Regions from separate parts of the Zea mays genome. Here region 1 is linked to region 2. Evidence: chromatin contacts called from public Hi-C data. All regions are on one chromosome and are shown on one strand. The core of a region is the stretch at or near the end of the contact, and the rest is flanking DNA. Distances in the headings are between cores, read along the strand shown. Region 1 holds the start of LOC100277167. Region 2 holds the start of LOC100383452.

Region 1 (5,599 bases), core at 297-2,796, 570 kb after region 2:
TGCGGTGAGTAGACAGTGGTAGCCACCACACATTTCACCATCAGGAAAGCCAAGGGTTTTGCACATGATCCAAACTAAAGTTTGGATTAGTGGGCCTGGGGTTAATTTTTTTTCTGCACAAGTGCCAATACAGCAATCGATGACTAAAATCATGTGCAAATTGCTAAATGATAAGGATCTGCTGTGAGTGAAAGCGATGCATGTGGTGAAAAACAAAACTATTGGGCATGTCCCTGACGGAGTGTTCGCTTACTAATGCAATATTTGTATTCTATCTGTGATTTTGCTTCCACTAGGCACTAGCTAGCTGGATTGATGCATGCTCCCACTGTTCTGGACAAGTTTGACTCCCCAAAAGAAGCTTGCGTTGAAACAGCTTCAGCACACGCGGCAAGAAAACATTGGTGGAGAATTTGCCTTTGCTGGCGTGCCCTTCAGTTTTCGTTGCTAGTACTGTTTTTCTTGGGGTTGGCATAAATAATTTGGTTAGTAGCAATTGTTCAAGTGAAAATATGGATGTTTTTAGTTATACTTGTGGAACTATACCATGGATTTATAGATACAGGCAAAGCAAGCCATTTTATTGAATTTACACAAGTTTATCATCTGTATATTCCTGACGGAAAGAGAGAATGGATCAGAAGGAATCAAGAGCCGTGCGCCACGCTCAATTTACAGGATAAAACGCATGAAGTTATTTCAGAAATAAAGTATAGCATGCATCAAAATGTCTTTCGTTTGCGAAAGCGCACAAAAGGAATTAAATGCTTAAACTCGTTTTCCAGCCGATCCCTTTCTAAGAAAATAGGAGAGCAAAGAGGAGAAAGGAACTGAACAAAACACTCATTATTCTAAATACTTTCAATAAATAAAAATCTGGAGTGGGGACATCCATGGACGCGCTCAGCTCCTGTAGCTCCGCCCTCTTCTCACCATTGCAGTAGTACAGCTCTGACACACCACACAAGGCCACTGGCCTGGCCACAGGGCTCTCTCTCTCTCTCTCTCTCTCAAACAAGCTTGGATTCCTGACAGTGCAAGCAAAGCAAAGCAAGCAGAGCCGAAGCTTGGAGTATTTCTCTTGCTTCATCCCCTCTCTTATTTACACAACACATCTGAGAGACATACAGCAAGCTCTCTCCCCATTGGCCATATCTAGCTCGTAGTCTACACTGCCTCTAAACCTTGACATTTCCTTTGTATTCCCCTTTCCAATTTGCAGTAGTTTGTAGGTAGACCGCAAGGTGGTTTTTTCTTGCAGCAATGGCGGCCAAGGTTTGACAAGGCATGACGTCCTGATTAAGCCCCCTCGCGGCAGCCACAAGGTTTGTTTACTTCCATTCATTTTTGTTGTTTGTTTTGGTCCATCTCTTCTTCACCTCTGTGTTTTGGTCCCTCCCCTTTGTTTCTACGCTGTTCTTCTCACAACAAAAGCACAACATGTTTAACATACACACCAACCAAATACTAGTCAAGTAGGAACGGTGTGTGAATGCAAAGCCTTTGCAGAGAGCAGCCCCTGTATCCATCTTCCTCTAGATCTCCTAGCATTCTAGTTCTACTGCTGATCTTCTGCATGGCCATGGTGAGGAACCCAAGAGACCTTGAAACATACTAGGAGTACTAGCAGTAGAGGATTTAAACCTATCTTGGAGTTTGCAACTGGTATCTTCTTGCAAGATCCCAAGGCCACCGTAAGGTCCACAAACCTCAGCCCTTTTTGTTCTCTCACTCTCCCCAAGAATCAATCCCTTTTTTTTTTCTCTTCCTTCACTTTTTGAGCGCCCCAAGGCATGCCAGATTCTTGTTTCTTCATAGTACATCATTGCTTGGAACCTCCAAGCTGTCGTCTTGGCATTCACTTGGCCTTCCTGCTGAAATTCCTGTTGTTAAGTTTGTTTGTTTCAATTGTTTGTTTGTGTGCGTGTGGGCGCGCGCGCGCGCTATTGCAGATTTGTTGCAGCGTGAGACAGGAGCTGCGGCTGCGGAGGAAGTGAGCAAAAGCATGGATCTTTCCGGCACGCAGGGCGAGCTGCCGATGGCAACAATGCACGCCGGCGGGTCGCCGTACCTGGGGCTGCACCACGGGCACCCACAGCAGCACAACCATGGCGCGAACGGCCGGCACATGTCGCCGCCGGATGTGGTGGCGGAGGAGGCCAAGAACCGGCAGCTGGCGGTGGTGCCCGTGGGCACAGGAGGCGGAGGCGGGGCAGGGGTGAGGTACCGCGAGTGCCTGAAGAACCACGCGGCTGCCATCGGCGGGAGCGCGACGGACGGGTGCGGCGAGTTCATGCCCGCGGGCGAGGAGGGGTCGCTGGACGCGCTCCGGTGCTCGGCGTGCGGGTGCCACCGCAACTTCCACCGCAAGGAGCCGCCGGGCGGCGACGGGCGGCAGCTGTACGGGCACCACCACCACCACCCGCTGAGCCCGCTGGCCGCGGTGCACCCCCACCATCACCGGGGGCTGCTGGTGGCGGCGCTTCCCCCGGCGCCGACGCGCATGGTGATGCCGCTGAGCGCCGCCATGCACCATCACCAGCAGCCGCCGCAGCAGCACCACAGCTCGGCGTCAGCGGACTCCGACGACGCACACGTGCCAGGGGTGCGCGGGGGGGAGGTGCAGCAGCAGCAGCAGGCACCGGCACGGAAGCGGTTCCGGACCAAGTTCACCGCGGAGCAGAAGGCCCGGATGCTGGGGTTCGCGGAGGACGCCGGGTGGCGGCTGCAGAAGCTGGACGAGGCGGCGGTGCAGCGCTTCTGCCAGGAGGTCGGCGTGAAGCGGCGCGTGCTCAAGGTGTGGATGCACAACAACAAGCACACCCTGGCGCGGCGCGGCCACGCCGGGCTCCCCGGCGACCCGGAGCTGCTGGGGCCGCACGACGGCCAGCTCGGCATGCCGCTCCCGGAGCCGGCGGCGGAGCCCGCAGCTGCTGCTGCGGCTGCGGCTGGACTTGGAGTGACCGACCAAGCCATGTCTTTCGGGACTGGACGACATTGATCAAGAGAGTCTAATGCTGACTGAATCAGCCTTGCGGCATAGGGAAGCTGTTTTCTTTGTTAATCTGCTGCTGATCTCATCAATCTAGCCGTAGCTTTAGCTGCATTCGCATTCCACTGTTCCATCCATCCATCCTAGCTATCCATCAACCACAAACTGATGATGCGGAGTCTCCATGGATTTCTATTCCTTGTTGATTTCTGTAGCTGCTCTCCCCGCTCTTGACTTTAATTTTTTAGTGCTCGAGTGACTGGTGGTTTGGGAGGTGAGACTGAATCACTCACTCTTCCGCCTTATGTGTTGTTCCTTTCATTTCATCATGCTACTGTCGTTGTGGTGTTTAGTCAGCCAGCCAGAGAGTGAGTGCTACACTAGTACTAGTGATTGATCAACAGCTGGTAATCTGATACGCCTGGCTGCCGTGCATGCTTAGCAGGCCTGTAACCGAAAGAATCTACTAGTAAATTATGATCAGATTAGGCTAATGATTGGTGAGAGAGAGAGAGAGAGATGTGGCGTTGAGAAGAGAACAAGAGCGCACACAGATGCATAATACGCAATGTGGCTGGCTGGGCCGCCGGAGCGAGCCTGAATTATTGCTGGGGGCCTGGACCCTGGAGGAGGAGATCATGTGGGCGTGCAGGGGGGCAGGGGAGCATGTGGCGCGACGTCGTCGAGGCGATCCCAAAATGGATAGCCACTTAATGCCGTGCTGCGCTGCGGTGTACTGTACTGTACACTACCGATGCATGTGTGTGCAACCAGCGATCTGCCAAACGCAACATGCGTGATCTGCCGTGCAGTGGACTACGTACTCTAGCAGCAGCATTGCTATCAGGACTTGGTGCTTTTGATTTGATGATCTGGTTTGGTTTGGTTTTGGGGGAACTGAGAAAGCTTTGATCCAGAAGAGCATTATCTCTGTTTTTTTCTCTCTCCTAGGAAAAAAAAACATCCTTTCAGTCTTCTCCTTCCTAGTTCCCTACCTCTTGTCTCACGGAAGGGGAGCAAGAAAGAAACAGGTCACATTTCTGATTCCTCGCCAATGGCCAGAATCTCTTCTGCGCCTGAAAAAAAAAACCCCCGCGCGAGAGTACTAGTGTGCAGCTTCTGAAGGGAGCAAGCAACACATGCACGCACGCACGCATGGGCAAGAACCAAGGGGAGCCCTCTTCTTTATCTATCAGACTCAGAGTATCAGTGGCCACCAGTGGGTACATACATACAGGTGAGGTCCAGTTTATTTAGATCTGAATCGGCTGCCTGATTGGCCCCCCCCCCCCCCGTGCTGTTCTGGACCCCATCTGGTGCTGGGCTTCGCCACTTTGCCTGGCAATAATCTGAATCCAGAATGTCTTTGGGCCCTCCCTGCAATGCAATGCATGCATGCAGGCATGCCTTGCCCTTGCCCACCCTCCTCAGCACAGCAGCCATCACCTGAGATCAGACCACAGCGCTACGTAGTACGCTAGACACTCCTCTGTTGTCGTTAGGACGAACGACGGACCAGGACGGAGCGAGCGAGCTCGTACTGTTCGTATCACGGGCTGCTCCAGCTCCAGTCCAATCCGACCCAATCTCTCCCAGCAAAGCAACCACACTCTGCTGTACTCTGCTGCGCCTGCGCCGTGTTGTCAATCAAGCTCGACCGATCGGCCTCGCGTCTGCACCGACGCCACTTGCCGAAAAGCCCGGGGATTAAAAAGGGAAGCTACTGCTGCTCGCACCAGCATAGCTACAGTGCCTCGCGTCGCGTATTGCCGTCTTGGTTGATCCCCTCTCCCGAACGTGCTCCGATCCATCGCGCTGTCTGAAGGCAGGCGGGCAAGCATGCTTTTAATCATGGCGACGCTGAACGGAGGTTGGTGACGACGACTGCCGACGAGACGAGTCGGCCGGTGGTGCGCTGGTGCTAGTGCGGTAGTGCTCGTGCAGCGCGCAGTAGCATTTGCTCTCTCCTACGACGGAAATGGCTTTGCAGACACCATCCAACAACACATGCGGAATCTCTACGGAGTTTTCCTGCTAAGCATGTACTAGTACTAGGCTGCCAGTATTCATGTAAGTCGGACAATGGAAACCCCAACCCTGAACTAGGTTTAGGTGTTATATCAATAGAGACTGAGTTAGTTGGATCTAGCCTATTACACAGGGTGAGAAGGTAACTTAAACCCTAAACAGATATTCTAACACCCCTAGTCAACCTCTATCCTATACAGATGTTGAAACTGTATCGAAAATCTAAGAATTCACTCAACGGTAACCACTTGGTGAAGATGTCAGCAAACTGCAGCGTGGTGGGGACACTGAAAATTCGAACGTCACCTACAGCAACGCGCTCGTGGACGAAGTGCAGGTGAATCTCCACATGCTTCACGCGCTGATGTTGCACGGGATTTGTGGAGAGGTAGACCACGCTGACGTTGTCGCAGTAGACGACGCGCTGAAGGGGTTGTTTACCTTCTAACCCCTGTGTAACGGGCCAGACCCAACTAACTCAGTCTATTAATATATTATCCAACTCCTTATCAGGGTTAGGGTTTCCATTCTCCAACTTGGTACCAGAGCTAGGTTCCTTTTTCTTCTCTCCCTCCTCCC
Region 2 (5,981 bases), core at 3,232-5,731:
ATATCCAGTTCTCTGTTCGGTGTTTAGTTGAGTACTATACAGACATACAGAATACATATACAATGATCATCATCACTATTCTCATCTAGGTACTGGTTCTCGAAGGCCTGTTGAAGCTCTGAATTCTCCAAGTTGTGCTGGTTCTATGGACTTTGAGTACCTTAGTTAAGTGTTGAGTCTGTTTAGTGGGCTTCAATGAACTTTAGTTAAATGGGTCGTGCTAGACCGACACGTTGGCTTGACTTGAGGTCCAGACACGGCTCACACGTTGGGCCGTGTTGATCCAAGTCCACAATTAGGTTAGGCCATTTCTAAAATTGTGTGTTTTGGATCGGCCTATTAGACACAACACAAATATACACCTATATATAAGAGGATACAAAAGTATGAAGTATCTTTCCATATTTTGTAAGACGATCATAGAAGAAGCTTGAATATGGGGAAGGAAAAGCTGATAACAGACTGAGTCTAACAAAAAAAGAAGGTTGATAGCACATATTTATATTTGGGCAGATTATCACGGTGTTCTAGGCCCGCCCATTTGATAAAAGAAAAGAAATTACTCCACCCACAAGTAGGGGTGGGCGTTCGGGTTATCCGAAAATTTCGGGTCGGGTAATTCGGGTATTTAAAATTTCGGGTTTTGAAAATCGATACCCGAAATTACAACGGGTTTTACAATACCCGAAACTTTGGTTACCCGGAATTTCGGGTTCGGGTATTCCCGAACTACCCGAACTGTTGTCTCAACTTCATAAAACACATGCACCCTATTAAATTAGTATAAAAATATAGTTTGATTAATGATATACATGAACATAAAAAACACAAGCAATCTACAATCACAAGTTATGCACAGTTATACATAATTATAGATGCACAAATTAATAATTAAGAATGACATGAGTACATGACACATGAAAGTTCGGGTAATTCGGGTATCCGATTATGATACCCGTATTACCCAAGATAATTTCGGGTTTTGCAAGTTGGTACCCGAAATTCTTAAACCAAATTCGGGTTTCGGGTTCGGGTATTCCAGATTCAGGTTACGGGTTTTTGTCCACCCCTACCACAAGGCGAACTCGGAACTCCAGAGCGCCGAGATCCGCTGACTCAGCCCCCCCATTTCCCACCCTCGTGGATGACGCCGGTATTTTTACCGAGGTATCCGGAACCACGCAAGGTTCTGACTAATCCTCGTTGGTGCTCCTACGCAAAGGGAAGCCCACGCGAGGGCCAAGCACCTCGGTCGAGTATCTCCGTAGAGAGCCACAGGCCTTCTCCACGCGCAAGTGGTGCTCTTCTTCCGGCTCCTCTCGGACGCTCCCTGCCGTCTCCACTATCGAGCTTCCGGCTAAAAACGCTGCGGACCACGTTCCCTTCGATACACGGTGGCGGCCGTGACACAAACGCGGTTGTCACGGTCTCGCAAGACTCTCGCCCCACTCGATACAATTGCTATGGCTCGCGCAAGAGCCGAAGGGTTGGTGGTTTATCTAAACTCACTCAACTAACTAAGATTCACCTAGAGCAAGCGCTAGAGTGGTCTAACTAACCTAAGCACTTCGCAAAGAACCTACGCTAATCACTGAGTGATTCTATTAAGCACTTGGGTGTAAGAGCACTTGAGAATGTCTACTATATCCCTTGATATGTCTCCTGGGCTCCCACACTTGGAAATGGCCGGTTGGGGGTGTATTTATAGCCCCAACACAAAACTAGCCGTTGGAGGAAAGCTGCTGCTTTCTGTGGTGCACCGGACAGTCTAGTGGGTTCATCGGACAGTCCGATGATCCTGTCCGGTGCGCCTAGCCGTTAGGTTTGTCAGAGCAGGTGATCGTTGGCACGCAGGCTTTATGCACCGGACAGTCCAGACTTCACATCGGACAATCCGGTGGTCTTTCCTCCACGGTGCCACCTGGAACTAGTCGTTAGGGCTACTGTTCCTGGTACACCGGATAGTTTGGTGCTCCTCGCACACACAGTCTGTAGGAAACACATCTTCTTTTCTTGGACTTTACTTGATCTTCATAATGTCTTCTTTTGAGGTGTTGCTTTTCTCAATGTCTTGGTCCATGTTACTTTAGCATCCTGTGAACTACAAACACAAACACTAGCAAACACATTAGTCCATAGGTTATGTTGATCATTAAACACCAAACTCTATTAAGCCAAATGGCCCGGGGTCCATTTTCCTTACAATCTCCCCCTTTTTGGTGATTGATGACAACACAACCAAAGCAAGCAAATATTATAAAAATTTGATTGAAAAATATGCAATCTACTTGCTAGGATGCATGATTGTCCCCACAATGTGATATTACAGACTTAAGTCTCCCCTAACTCCATAGTTCACTTACTTCCTTTTTTAGACCAAAGAACCAAAACCATTTGAAGAATTAAAATTTTAAATTGGTGATGTTTGGTGTTTGGTACAAATTTCATTGCTTTGGTCCCTAAACATCTCCCCCTTTGACATCAACCACCGAAAAGAATGACATTAAAGACATATAGGAAGCAAATAAGACTTGCCCTCATAACGAATTGTCAATTAATACCAGTTTAAGTACTAAATTGTTACTCCCCCTAAATGAGTGTTCTCCTTTAGAAAGAATTTTCTCCCCCTTTAGAGACAAAGAAATACTCCCCCTGACAGAGAACTTCTACTTAGGAAAAAGCATGTGAGAAATCGAGGTGCAAGACATGATTTGAATAGACTAACTTCCCTTATGCATAGGTAATAAAATATGAGTCAACAATATATGCATTTTAGCAACATGGGAAGTATAAGATATGAAATATAGTCTAATCAAATATTGGAGAAGACATGTAAATTATACTGAATGTAGTCTCAAAGATACCAATTGAAAGTCAATGGCGAACCAATTGAAGACCAATGGCAGACTTATGAGACATGAAAGTTCTTTGAGATTTTGGAGTGGAAGTTTGTTGTCTTTCTCCGGGGACTTTATTTTCCTTACAATGAGACTACTACATGAAATAGACTCGAAAACGGTATTAGTCTCAAAGTCTTAGATTATAGATTAACCTTCTCCTGAAAGTGTGCATACAAGTTTTGAATACTTGTAGGAGACATGCACTTTGATTTGATATCAAGAGGGATAGATTATCCATAACCCGAGCTTTGGCACATATAAGTTAAATGATACTAATTGTAGGATATAAGATTTTGAAGCATTAGTGTCATTTACTTAGGGATGTTAAATAAGCTATGTGCCATGCTTAATTAAACAATTTTAAACCATGCAGGTTTGCTCAAAAATATGAAATGAGAACGAGCAATCCTACCATGTGATTTACCTAGTATGCATGCATTGTTAATCTAAAGTACAAAATGAAATACTAGGCATGAAATGGTAAGCTAGATATAAGAAAATGAGATGTAAATCTAAAAATAAGGAAAACAATAAATATAGTTACCTTAGTTATGGGTGGGGAAGTTTGGGTCCAAAATATTTGCTAACCCACTTGGCAATAAACTTGATCCAATATGATGTGTCCCATGATATACATCCCATCTTTGCCAAGTCTCCAAATTTCCCGTTATTTTTCGGACTACTCACTTCCCTTTCGGGATCCAAACCTTCATGGTGCTTTTCATGGTTGAAATTATTTCCTTTGGCACCCAGATGCGTTTGGCCCCCTTTCTTTTGTTGGCTTGCTTGTTGGCCTTGATTGCTATCACTTTTCTATTTTTTTATTCTTGATCAAATATGGTGTAGCAGCCTTTTTGTTCACCTTGTTGATGTAGGTGTTGGAGATTTTGCTTGATGGCTTTTGCTTGAGCTTTTGCTTTTGCTTATCCCCGGTCATCGCCTTGCATTGGAAAGACTTATAACCTTCCTTGTGGCATAACCTACAAATCACAGTTTCGTCCTCCACAGGCTTGTTCACTCCCGCATTTATATGGTATTCAGAAACCATATAAATCTTCCACTAAGACTCGTCTAACCCATTATTCAGATTATTATAACCTCTTAAATTTTCCACTAAGGCTTATTCAGATTATTATACAACTGAAATACTATTCACCATATAAGAGAAAAACAAAACAAAACAAAACATAGCGTGGAATACCTACAACATCCAAAATATTCCACCAGTCTATACGCTGAACATAACTGCATGTGCCTGCAATTCTTTTGCTCTTTTGTCTGGGCCGAAGACTGAGTGAGTGCACATGCGTTTGCACCCTTTCCCCTACCAGAAACAAAAGTAAGAGCTAAAATTGCGCAAATTGAGAGCTATTTAGAAACTTGTCGCATTGAATAATTGCGACCCAGCACCCAACCATTAAATTAAGAGCTAAAATTATTGCAAATCCTGTCATTTTCTTGTTGCAAGTTGCATGCTGTTGACTCCATCTGGTCGTCCCCTATTTTCTTTTTTTTTTCTCAAATCTGATTCAAAGACTTCGTACGCTTGCTACTTATTGGATGAGCTGGGACGACATGTTCATTGAATTCATACATGTAGGAGATGATGAACTATATGGATGGATATCTTGACCAGTTCAATGAATATACAATTCAAGGCTCATTTCCTACCTTACATGCCTGCCAACTAATATGACCTACTGCACTTCTGCCAAAGCTTCTTGCCTTCGAAGGAGGAAGAAGAAGATGATGAGCAGCTAAGAAGAATTCGGCAACATCTCCATGAACTCTCCAAAAATGGAGCTTTCTCCATGGCTTGTGTTCTCCTTGGGTTTCCTTGCGCAGGCTCTCGTCATCTTGGCTGACACGAATGCACAAGACGGTATGTTCCAGTTTTTCCGTCCCTTGTGTCCTTGTTATTTCTGTGCTCACTTGCTCATTCTGTTGCTCTTCTGTGCAGCTTCTGGGCTGAATGGGATTCAAGATTCCTGGAACAAGAAGCCATCAAACTGGAGGGTGGGCACTGACCCATGTGGAGATAAATGGAACGGGATAAGCTGCACCACAAGCCGGGTCACGGCTATGTTAGTATCAGCAGCTAGAAGATATTATCACATACGGTCGTTTCCTTCTAGTCATCCATTTTATAGATGAGCAATTCATCACTCATTCTGCTGCTGTTGTTGTTGTTGTTTCGTGGTGGCTGTTCCTGCAGAAGACTCTCGAGTTTAGGATTGTCAGGATCCCTTTCAGGCGACATCCAGTCCCTGTCCGAATTGCAGACCTTGTATGAAACATTCCGACTTTTACAGTCTGATTTGATTTGATTTGATTTGAGTCTCCATACAAGCACATGAATTGGAATTTTTAGCATTTGTTTCAAGCATGTGAGGTGATTGCTTCCTGTTTTTGTTTTTTGGCAGGGATTTCTCCTACAACAAGGACTTGGGCGGTCCTCTTCCTGCGTCCATCGGAAGCCTGAGTAACCTCGAAAACCTGTGCGCAACCAAACTTTTTAAGGAGTTCCAATCGTCCACTGATTTCAATATTTTCACTGCCTGGATTGTTCCTTGACTTATTTGCTCTCCGACTCCTCCGCAGGATTCTTGTCGGTTGCAGCTTTTCTGGAGAAATACCGAAAGAACTCGGACAGCTCACCAAGCTTAGATTTTTGTAAGGAGACCAAACCAACCTGAAACCTTTGTGTCTATGCCTTTGATCTATTAGCAACCATAAACAAACAAGGATATAATCATTTTTTGGGATTGTATCTTCTGTTGAACAAAAAGCTTTTACCTATCTATATCTATCCAACTGTCACTTGGGAAATCAACTTTAGTTTGTCCTCTTTGGTCAGAACAGAAAGGAAGTAAAATTGAGGTCTTACGTTCTGTATATGCTTGAAAATCAAACAAGTTTATGCGCTTAGGTCCAGGCAGCACAATGTGATCTTTAGCTTTTTGACTGCCACTACAATAGGGTAAAAAAAAGAAAAGAAAAGAAAGATTTGGTCATTGTATTCCATCGCTGCAGATCTTTGAACTCAAACAAGTTCAGCGGTTCCATTCCGGCATCACTCGG

What was found. A called contact is a pair of places that touch in the nucleus more often than the background predicts.
Region 1: a Hi-C map of leaf shows a contact between it and region 2, with 5 times the contacts expected there. The contact joins the promoter of LOC100277167 here to the promoter of LOC100383452 in region 2. A contact is called at or near these places in 2 of 25 Hi-C or Micro-C datasets (both in leaf).

Annotation. Positions count from the first base shown.
Region 1 is chr3:138,522,285-138,527,883 of Zm-B73-REFERENCE-NAM-5.0, forward strand. It overlaps LOC100277167, which reads left to right and starts at 1,547. Exons shown (of 2, transcript NM_001150813.2): 1 at 1,547-1,699; 2 at 1,953-3,343. The coding sequence starts at 2,006. The coding sequence ends at 3,001.
Region 2 is chr3:137,947,522-137,953,502 of Zm-B73-REFERENCE-NAM-5.0, forward strand. LOC100383452 reads left to right here and starts at 4,482. Exons shown (of 17, transcript NM_001357145.1): 1 at 4,482-4,782; 2 at 4,861-4,984; 3 at 5,116-5,187; 4 at 5,324-5,398; 5 at 5,502-5,573; 6 at 5,934-5,981. The coding sequence starts at 4,683.